Regions from separate parts of the Xenopus laevis genome. Here region 1 is linked to region 2. A link is a contact called in public Hi-C data. All regions are on one chromosome and are shown on one strand. Each heading gives the region's core, a stretch centred on a gene start, on an enhancer-like site or on the middle of the called end of the contact. The rest is flanking DNA. Distances are from core to core; before and after follow the strand shown.

Region 1 (5,547 bases), core at 796-3,295, 280 kb after region 2:
AAAGTCGCCAGCGTTTTTTGAACTTTGATGCATTTTCGGCTCACAGAATATGATGTAAGTGACAGAAGATTGAGGAAGATCTAGCAGCTTTATAGCACTTGTCTGGTCTGAGGTGGCGAAGGCAACTCTGGCAAAGGGGTAAATTTGTAAATTTGCGGAGTAACGTTCGTTCGCCAGAGCGAAAAGTCGCCTGGCGATAGAGTGCGAATGACCAATATCGACGGTCTGTTTCACTAGCGAATTGGCGCCTAAGCCTGTTAGTAAATTGGCGATGTGCTTGCGGGTGGCAATGCTGGCAAAAAGTCGCTAGCGTTAGCCACTTCACTCTTTAATAAATCTGCCCCATAGTCTATTAGAATACCATGCAACAACTTATTTAAATAGGGATACATAGCTTAAGCAAAATTTTCCTGCATTTTCATTACCCATTTTAGGAAGATTGTTTTCTAAATACCTTATATTAAAGCAAAACCCCATTACGGTGTTACATTTGATTTTGAAAAATACACTTTCATTCCTGAAGTGTCATGATGATAGGTCAGAGATTGTTCTTGTTATGGTATAATAGCGCCACCACGTGGCTTCAGGTTGATAATTCTACAGTAATTCCTGGATGTAGTAGTAGTAGTCTTGCATAGATTTGTGCTGTGCTGCTCTTGGAAAGGGGCATAAGTGATCTAAAATACTGTATACAAATCATCCCATGACTTCCTCTTCTGCATTTTATGTAATTGTAAAGACTGGGTTGTGCACTAAGATCCATTAAATAGTAATATAGCATTCCTACCTAGACTTTTCATTGAGTTGGTGGCTTCTCATCAGGACTGGAAAAGCAACTTACAATATAGAAAGCATTTCTTAGTCATGCCAGTAGGGATGAGAAAACGAATGCCCTTGTGAACTGAAATTCTGTTTTTGAGATCACCAAGTTATTTAGAAAGGACGTGTTTCTAATTAACATGTAACAAGCTCAGCTGTATTCTTCTCCTTCTATGTCAGTCCTTGTTGAAGCATGTTCAATTAAGAGTGACTTGACACAACCTCAGCAACTAGTACATAAAGATGATTCATCCAGTGAATTCAGTGTCATGTGGCACCCTAAAGGTTTAATTTAAAAAAGGTGTCTCACTTTGGATCTTCCCAGATTTGCAAAAGGTGACTATGACATTATTCAGAATAGTTCTTACATTTACTGTGCTTAATTGGATTTACTTACTACAGATACATAACACTACTTTTCATAGTAAAGTTGCTGAAATCTATGTTTGTTTTATTAAAGGGGTGGTTCACATTTATTCAGTATGTTTACAGCGGGAGATGAGATGACCGATATCAGCAAAAGACTTGGATATCGGTCGGCTAGTCAATTGGCAGGTCGGAAAATCAGCCATTGTTTCTACCTGATATCTGACAATTCAGCTCTAAATGTCTGTAATGAAAAGGAATAATCTTTCCTGCAACCAATTGTAGGAAAGAGCATAATTGCGATGTTTATGGCCACCTTAATTCTAAGCAACTTTTCAATTGGCCTTAATTTTTCCTTTTTTTTTTTTATATAAAGTTTTTGAATAAGTTTCCTCCTTCTTCTGACTCTTTCCAGCTTTCAAATGGGGATCACGGTCCCATTTAAGGCTACATATGTATTGTTAGCACTGCTTTTTATTACTGACCTTTTTATTCAGGCCCTTTCCTATTCATATTCCAGTGTTTTGCAGGCAGGTGCAGGTAGGTGAGCCCAAGGCATACCACTGCTATTTTCCCAGGATTTTGATGTAAACTTTAGTAAAATATCCAGACAAATAGCAATAGAGCGGGCAGTCAGTGCTCAGTGATTGGAAAATATTGCTATGTGTCCTCTATATAATATATATCAATCCTCAGACTTCTCCCTCATCTCTGTATTACCACCCTCAGCCCTTCTTAACTTATTTGCCCTCCTTCATCCTCCTTCAGTTCTCCTCTGTCCATTTCATCCCTTCTCTAATGTGCTCAGACCTCCACCTTCAGTTTCCCCCTCGCAAGAGAATGTTTGGAGGGACTGGGCTTAATGTGCTGAGTTCTCTACACCTCCCTCCCACCCCGTTACTGGCTGCCTGTGTGCCTGGCCCGCTTGCCTGTTTGCGGTGGCAAATTAGAAAGCAGAAGGGGCCAGGTGAAGGAAATTCAATACAACAGCCCCCTGTGGCCCAGGGCCCCCCACCAGGGTCTGCTGTATGTTAGTTAGTTATGCCAGTGTTCATGGCTCTTGTGTATTATTCATAAAGTTAATAGAAACTACAGTATCTCATCATATTATAAAACAGGGCATACATTATTAATTATATAATAATACAAAAGTTTCAATGAGTCACATGATAAATCACATCACTAAGCACCAATTATAGCCATTGACATCACTAAGCATTATTTATAAGGATATCGTTTACAGGATGTTCATGGATCTTGTTTTAGGAATAGGTATGAATCCCGTGAAAATCTTATCCTTCATTGGCATAAAAAATTTATTTATTCTTCGGGTAGAATAATGACACATTTAGAGTACAAGCTGTTGTTCCAATAGGCAAAAAAGCTTACTCTGTGAACTTTTTCTCTACAATGTTAATCTATAGCATTTTCAATAATCCTTTAATGGCACTGTCACCTTCGCCTCCCAAGTCAACAAACAAGGGGATTTATGAGTCTAGCTCTGAAGATACCTTAACTAATCTGCTACAAATGAATCCCTCACCTTATGACTCAGAAGATGAAATCTTATCCAAAGACATTTGAAAAAGGAAAGATATGCCAGTGTTCAATAGTATTCAGTTTTTAAAAAAAAAAAAAAAAAAAAGTTCACTAAGAATGACGATAAGAGCAAATTGGTAGAGGTAAGTGTATGTTCAACATGTATGTATGTACTTTTACCTTTAAGTTAAATATTATAAGGCCCTGTTCTTAGCAACTTTTCAATAATTCTTAGTTTTTGAATGATTTGCCTTCTTCTGCTTAACTAAAAGCAATATTACTCAAAACCACACATTTTTTTTAAAATAATTTGCAGAACAGCAAATTGTCTCAGGGCTGCTACTGCCATGAAGCAAGGTGAGAACCTTACCTCGGGTGGCAGCGAGTAGCTAGTTACCAGGGGAGACGAAAAACTGCCAAAAAAAGTCCGGGCCCAGATGGCTTCACTGTATCTTATTACAAAATATATAAAGAAAAACTGCTACCATTTATGTGCTCAGCATTCAATAGCATTTCTACAGGCAAAACCTTTGACAAGTCATCACTAGCAGCACCACATTACTCCTGAAGTCAGACAAAGACGCCACAGACCCAGGCAATTATGGGCCCATTTCACTGATAAATATGTACATTAAACTATTGGCGAAGATTCTTTCTCACAGAATTCTGACCTGTCTCCTCAGCTTAATACATCCAGAACAAGTGGGATTCATCCCAGGATGAGAAGGTAGGGATAATACCAACATATTAATCAATCTACAATTTTGGGCCAAAAAACATAAAATTGAGAATATGCTTTTATCTACTGATGCAGAAAAAGCATTCGACAGAGTTAATTGGATATTCATGTTCACATGTTTAAAACACCTGGGACTGGGACCAAATATGTTAACATGGATTTCGGCACTATACAATAACCCCAACGAGGCAAGGATGCCCTCTTTCCCCCACATTATTCATACTATCCTTAGAATCCTTGCTATGCCACATCAGACTAAACCCACACATAACAGTACGTGTACGTGATACACAGCATAAAATAGCCACATATGCAGACGATCTGCTGTTCTTTCTTACCAATCCCATAACATCCATACCTGCACTCAACCAAGAGTTCCTCAAATATGGAAACCTAAGTAATTTCAAGATAAATTTATTGTCAACGGCTCTAAATGTCTTTATTCCTGATACAATGATGCATGTCCTGTCCATGGGTTTTCCATACAAATGGACTCCACGAACATTTACTTACTTAGGCCTCCAGATCACTAAAGATACCTCAAATTGGGCTGAGCTCAACTTGAAACATGTAATATCAAAAATCAAAAGAGACTTGAACAATTGGAAAGATAAACCTATTTCATGGTTTGGGAGAATGAACATAGTAAAAATGAACATCATGCCTAGAATCCTATATATCTTTCAAACGCTTCCACTACAGATAGGAGATACGCAATTGAACCAAATACAAAAAATAATAAACAATTTTGTATGGCAAGATAAAAAGGCAAGAATTATTTACAAAACGTTGACTAAAACCAAACGACAAGGAAGAGTAGCTTTGCCGGACTGTCGAACATACTACTACTGATCAGTTTTATTAAGAATAATAGATTGGTCCCACTACGCAAATATAAAACTATGGGTGGAAATTGAACAACAATCAGCATACTTCTATTTATTGCACTTACCATGGATAGACCACATATATAGATGACTGAAACACTCAGACCACCCTCTCTTATCTAACACCATGACGATATGGGATAAATGCCGCACAAAACACTCGCTCACCTTTTATCCATCGCCTTTAATACCCCTGATAAATAATCCTGCTTTCCCTTTTGGGTTACAACCCAACACAATTCAATCAAACGGACCACTTAAAATACACGCAAATATCTCACTACTTTCACAGCTTGGGAGGCACACAAACTTTAGGTGGAGACCTTACCAAATTTGAAACAGCCTGCTCACTACACGACATGTAATTTCTCTGTTGTACAAAATGCTATAACCTCCAACTAAATGGGAGTCAGTTTCATTTATAAACAGATGGTCCAAAGATTTAAATATCCAACTAGGAGAAGTACAGATTGAAAATATTTTCTCTAAACTACTTAAAAAAATTTTGGGAAGAGGTATGCTCACTGGCTAGTCAGATCCTGGGGGTCACTATACCTGTAGACCCTTCACAAGTACTGTTATTCCACAATACACAACCAATTGCAACTTTCAACTCAGGCTTAGAACCACAACCAATTGCAACTTTGAACTCAGGCTTAGAACCACAACTGCTGAATGCAGCAAAACGTTTAATTCCGCTACACTGGAAAACCACAAATATCCCCACCATAAAAGACTGGTTTAATATAATCACAGAAATATATAGATTTGAGGAAATTTCATCCTACAACCTGGATCAATTTGCTAGATTCTCAGCTGTCTGGTTACGATGGCTTCTATTCAAAGAAACGGATGTCTACAAAGCATATCTATAAAAATGATCAAGTCCCGCTTCATCCTGCTGCACTCCTTTACCCACCTATCTATCTTTATCTTCTTCCCCATTCACACTCTCATTTCATTCCTCACAATACATAGACCTCTTCTGTAGAGAGTAGTACTGACACTTGGGCATGCTACCAACCAGGGTAACTTTGTTAAACAAACTTACCTGCAATATTGTGATGATAACAAATATGTTGATATTCTATTTTTTATTAACTGTATTGTTAATGCATTTAAAGCTTTTTATTGTTGGAAGTTTACAATAAAGCTTTTTGAAATAAAAAAAAATAAAAAAGCTGCCAAAAATGGAAA
Region 2 (5,405 bases), core at 2,660-5,159:
AAGACCAAAGTCCATCAAGTTCAACCTCTCCAAGCAAACCCTATTGCATATACCTACACACACACACTGAAACTATATGTATAACTTTTATCAACATTGAAGTTCATTTTCCAGTTTGCTGCCCAATTTTCGAATCTAGTCAAATCATTATATCTATTAAAACCCCAAGATGAATGCATTTTCATTTGTTAATTTGTTGTTACATTTTGTTGTTTTCATTTTGCTACATTTGTGAATTGTTAACGGCATTCGCCATACTATTTGAGATGCAACAGACAATTTCTGTATAATGGAGTATCCTGGTTACTCACACAAGTACTATATAAAAGTCAAAAGTGTTTAAACACTTAACATCAGTTTCTTTGTATGTCACTTACTCACCGTACATTCATGAGGCTTCTCCCCTGTGTGTACCAAAAAGTGCTTCTGTAAATGCGCCAGCTGAGTGAATCCTTTATTGCAAGTCTGACATTTAAATGGTCGCTCCCCACTGTGTACCCGAAGATGCACCTAGAAAAGGAAATACAATCAATTTAGTGATGTGTTCCCAGATCATTAGTATTCTATCTTTGTAGATGGAAAATGTGACCTGCAACTTGGCACAGCAACCAGATGCTTACCTTTAGGTTTGAGAGTTGTCCAAATGTTTTTGAGCAAACATTACACTCGTATTTGATCTTTCCATTTTGCTTTTTCAATGGGTATGGGAGAGTCTTGTAACCAGTCATATTCCTTTTGCTCTTAATAAGATTGATGGCTTCTTCACTGCTTGTGGACATCACAGCTGAGGTAGGTTTAGGTTGCATTATGTGCTCTAAGGATGCAGCTGTGCCAGCAGTTGGTGATCCACTAGTGGGACTGCTCTGCTTGTCTTTCATGCTCGCAGCAGCACCTGTGATGGAGAAGGCACTATTGGGTGCAGGAATAAGAAAGTCTCGTGGCAGCTCAGGTTGCAGCAATCTACGTCCTCCCTCATGTGGTAGAGAACCAGGTAGGGCAGCATGGGCTAGCAAATGGTGAGGAAGGCTTCCACCTGCAAGCATACTGCTATAAACTGGGTACATCCTTGAGAAGGGACTGAAACTATTAATATTGTTCAATGAATTGAGTCCATTACAGCCAATGCCATAGGGTGGTAATAAATATTTAGAATACGTTGAATTGTAAGAGGATACAAATGGTGGCAGGTGACTTCCTGGGGGTGCATAAGTAGGGAATGACCCCAAACCTTCAGTATTGTATGGTCTGTTGATGAATGGATAGAACTCTTTGTGATCCTGCACTGGATAATGAGGTGAAACTGCTGAACCAGGGCTACTGTGAGGACTTGAACTTTTGAAACTTTGGTCAGGGCTACTTCTTGATGAAGGACTTGGTGTTGTGGATGGCTGAATTGGTGAATGCATCAGATAATTTTGTCTGTCCATGTTATAGCCTACAGATGCCTTTAAATAGTCTTCATGAATGTGAGAGTGGAAAGGGTAAACTACCCTCGGGAAGAAAGTCCTTTCAGGGCTACAGTTTTTATTCACATCCACTTTTTCTTTTTCTGGTGTGATTGCAGACATGGAGCTCAGTAGATTGCCTTTGTGTTTCAAGTGGCTTGTTGTATCCCTTAGGATTTCTTTCACGCTATGCTCCTTTTTTGGGGTGTTTTTCTGGGGGATCAGTTCTTTCCTTTTCTCCTCTGTAATGATCACACTTTGTTCTGAAATAAAGAGAAACAAATAATATTAATCAAGCTGAATAATAAAGCTTCCTTAATGCTTGCTAGAATGATCAGGATTCAAAATATTACATTATGTTTTTCACAAAATGTTCCTGCTTTGTACTCCAGTTAAATGTCAAGGCTATACAAATCTATAAAAAAAAAAAACTATATAACATACATGTAATTCTGTGAGCCAGCTTTACATAGTTTTTACTTATAGAAAGTACTCTCGCCTATGGCCCATGTAGTATTTTTGGGCATTTTGATGCCACGTTTTTGTATAATAGAACTTGAGCAATTTCTGAATAGGAGAGACACCACTGGAGGAATCATCGCTTATTAGGCTGAACAATCACTATCTCTGCAACAGAACAGGAAGTTTAAAATGATTTCTTCAAATTAAAAGTAAAAAACATTCAGGAGGAAGAAGTCAGTAAAGTTTCACTTCCACTAGAGCCTTCCAATAGTTTGACTAAGCAGCAGTATATTTCAGTATATTGTGTTTCAGTAAAATTAGTAGCAAAATGCAAATGCTAAACAGATAAAAACATAATTTTACTAATAATTGAGTAGCCTGACTAAGTGCATTATATACTTGCACTTCTGTGCAGATAGAAATAGCACCCTCAAAATGTTCCGCTTCAAATAAGCCACATAGGTGAAAGTTTGTTTTAAAAAAAAAATTAACCCAACAACCAAGAAACTGACAGTAAATGCGAGATGGAGAGATATGTCTGGTACATCAAGAGATGCAATCAGGTTTTACCCTAAGAGAGGAAGTTGAGTTGAAATTCTAAAGAAGTTGCCTCAGTTGGTTTGCTTAAAAAAAAAAAAGACATAGATCTTGGGTTTATGTGGTGTCTGCTAACGTGTGAACAATTTTAACTCCCTGTTGAAAATATATGAAATGTTCCTATTTAATAAGGCCTTTAAAGTGCTTGAGTTGGTGTTCTTTTGATGGCCCTAAAATGTGCTTATTGGCTCTTTGGCTTTCATGGAATGAACTGAACTTCCTTTTCAATGAATAGCAGCAACACACCTATCTATTCACTAGATGGTATTTAAATGCAAAACTACCCTTATTAAAGGCAGATACACCCATTTAATTCTAGGTTTTAACATGAGATCACATAGGCAGTGCTTGCATTCCGATCATGTTTCTTAGTCTACTTACGGAGATTCACTACAAGCTCTCCAGAAGTGGGATAATGAAGTCTGTCAGCAAAGTCCCGGCAATACCACACCAGAAGTTCCTGGTTGGCTGGTATAGGCTTAATGGTGTAAAAATAGATGTTCATGCCATTCTGACAAGCGGCAAGGTTTTGCTCTTGAAGAGAGTGTGCTGGGTTGACATAGCGCATCCAGTTGCTCTTATCTTCATTGTAACCATCGATGAAGTGCTGGAAGTCACCATTTGAATAGATCTAATATTAAAGATCAAAACAAAGTAATATTAGAAAGTTAGAAAATGAGGAGCAAAAGTAATAAAAAATAAGTGGAATACCCACAGGAAATGGGTGGGGCGTGGCTGTGTCCATTATTGGTTGGTTAAAAATGATAATATTACCTATATATTTATAATAAAACACACAAACCCGCATTGATCAAAAATATACACAGTGCCATATTATAGAATTTTTTAAATGTGCTCTAGTGCAAATAGTTATCACTGTACTTCTTCCTGAAGTACCTTTCCTGCATAATAACGAGAGAGGAGATTTCTCTGAAAATTCTCAGCATTCCTAATTCTCTTTTTTTACCTGCACTCTCTTCCACCAGACTGTAGCATCACTTATATAACTACTTGGAATGCAGCCCTTTTGTCTGAACACTGGGTGTAGCAAAAGTGAACTTCACCTGCCATAACAATAAGCAAAGCTGGGACAAGGCCAACAGTCTCATTCATTCCTAGCCAACACAGTCACTTTTCCTTTAAGAAAACAAGTTGAGTCCTGTGTTACTACTTTGTGTTAGAAATGAATATAAAAAAAATTCCTCAACCTATAGCCAGGTTAAAAAAAAAAAAAAAAAAAAAAACAATGGAGAGAGTGAAGATAGCATGTAATTAGTCAGAGTGAAAATGCCACAAGACAAAATGATTCTTGGTTCTTTTAGCATATTGTTATGCGTATGAAAGTGAGACTAAAGGGAAGGACAGGCCTGGTGCATATGAAAGCGACTGATTGTGTTCTGGTCAATGAATTCGGCAGACTACCCTGCACATGTAGACAGCCATGTTCATTGACAATGCAGCATTTAGGACTATACTAATGTTAAACTACGTCTAATAGATCCCCAAGCTGCTGTTTGTTTTCTACATATGTATTAGTTATGAAATAAATTTAAAATGCATCAAAATAACTTTTTTTAAGGGATGCCATTGAGCTGCAGTGTATTGCAAAATGCAAGGCAGACATAGCTAAAGAGAGATGCTAAAAGAAAAATGAAGAATCACTTTCTTTTTAAAGCAATTTCCTGTAACTGAAAAGGGGGAAATACATGTGGCTGCGCTGAAGTGCTGTGCATGAATTACTGTGGTGTATGAATTGTGAGAAAATGGAACAGGGCTGTGTGAATGTCAGAGGAGTTGTAATCTTTCCTGGTTCACCCAGGTTTGTAGACTTCAAGGAACATGGGTTTCTCTTACTGCGGTGGAGTGTCACACAACCTCTTTTGGAACCTAAGGTAATAGGTTCCTGGATTCAGGAACGCTGTCAGAATAAAACATGTTTTCCTTTTAAATGAAAACATGGTGTATAGGAATGCAGTTTTAAAAAATTAAATGTTTAAATTTACATTTTTATCATTACATTGTCAGGAAATTGTTGCTCAAAAATGCTGCCTATTGCATGTTTGAGCAACAATCACCAGATCTGCTTGTTGGCTCAAATGCATCTTACATATACTATGCTGCTGCTGCTTGAAATGCCTGTGGCTTATTTAACAATGATTGAAAGAGATGAGAAGACTTAAGGTGGCCATACACTATAAGATCCGCTCGCTTGGCAAACAGATGCATTGAGATTATAAACTACATGAATATATAAACCTCTAATGTGACAGGAGATAAAGGAGCACTAATAAACCCTGTGTAAAAGATTCTATAGTAGTATAATTATAAAAAGGAGAAAATAGTGTAATTGCAATTATCATTTACATTTGAGTTTCACCAGAAATTGGGTTTGTATCATTTGGCTTGAGCGTGAAATAGGCAGCAAGGTGAGGTCACATGTTTACAAAGAAAGAAACTACTAGCCCATCTCATGATGTTTCCATGTTCTATAAAGCAGAGAGAATGTGCTGACTCACAGCTCAGTTACAAGAAATAATGTCACTTAAGGGGTTTACTCAACCCCACACATCCTCTCTCTCAATGAGTGAGATGCAGGCAAAGTTTGCATTTTTTTTTTTTTTTTTTAAACTAGATGTTCCCATCGCAGCCGGCAATGCCAGGATGTGAATTGCATCATATGGGAAATGAGTTGCCACTGTTTCCTTTAGAGGCATACACAGACCAAATGAAAGGTGTCTTACAAGGAAATGATTGCCAGTAACACTACAGCTATCTAATAATGAAATAAATTATCAAAAGAGGTGGGTGACAGAATAAACCGGCTTTACAATACCCACAGCTGTTATAGGAAGTGGCCCATGGGAAATATTTAATCCCACTGATATTAGTTCCACATATATC

The links. A called contact is a pair of places that touch in the nucleus more often than the background predicts.
Region 1: a contact with region 2 is called in a Hi-C map of the XL177 cell line, with 5 times the contacts expected there. The contact joins two enhancer-like sites. A contact is called at or near these places in 3 of 4 Hi-C or Micro-C datasets (the XL177 cell line, the XTC cell line and animal cap).

Annotation. Positions count from the first base shown.
Region 1 is chr5L:83,349,971-83,355,517 of Xenopus_laevis_v10.1, forward strand. No RefSeq gene overlaps it. Among protein-coding and RNA genes, the nearest start is that of prep.L, 40 kb to the right of the region's middle. Within about 2 kb of position 2,046, at least 1 of the 7 cell types and tissues checked has an H3K27ac peak or open chromatin away from gene starts, as enhancers often do.
Region 2 is chr5L:83,070,967-83,076,371 of Xenopus_laevis_v10.1, forward strand. It overlaps prdm1.L (PR domain zinc finger protein 1), which reads right to left. Exons shown (of 7, transcript XM_018263353.2): 4 at 2,886-3,135; 5 at 621-1,708; 6 at 382-510. Among protein-coding and RNA genes, the nearest start is that of prdm1.L, 12 kb to the right of the region's middle. Within about 2 kb of position 3,910, at least 1 of the 7 cell types and tissues checked has an H3K27ac peak or open chromatin away from gene starts, as enhancers often do.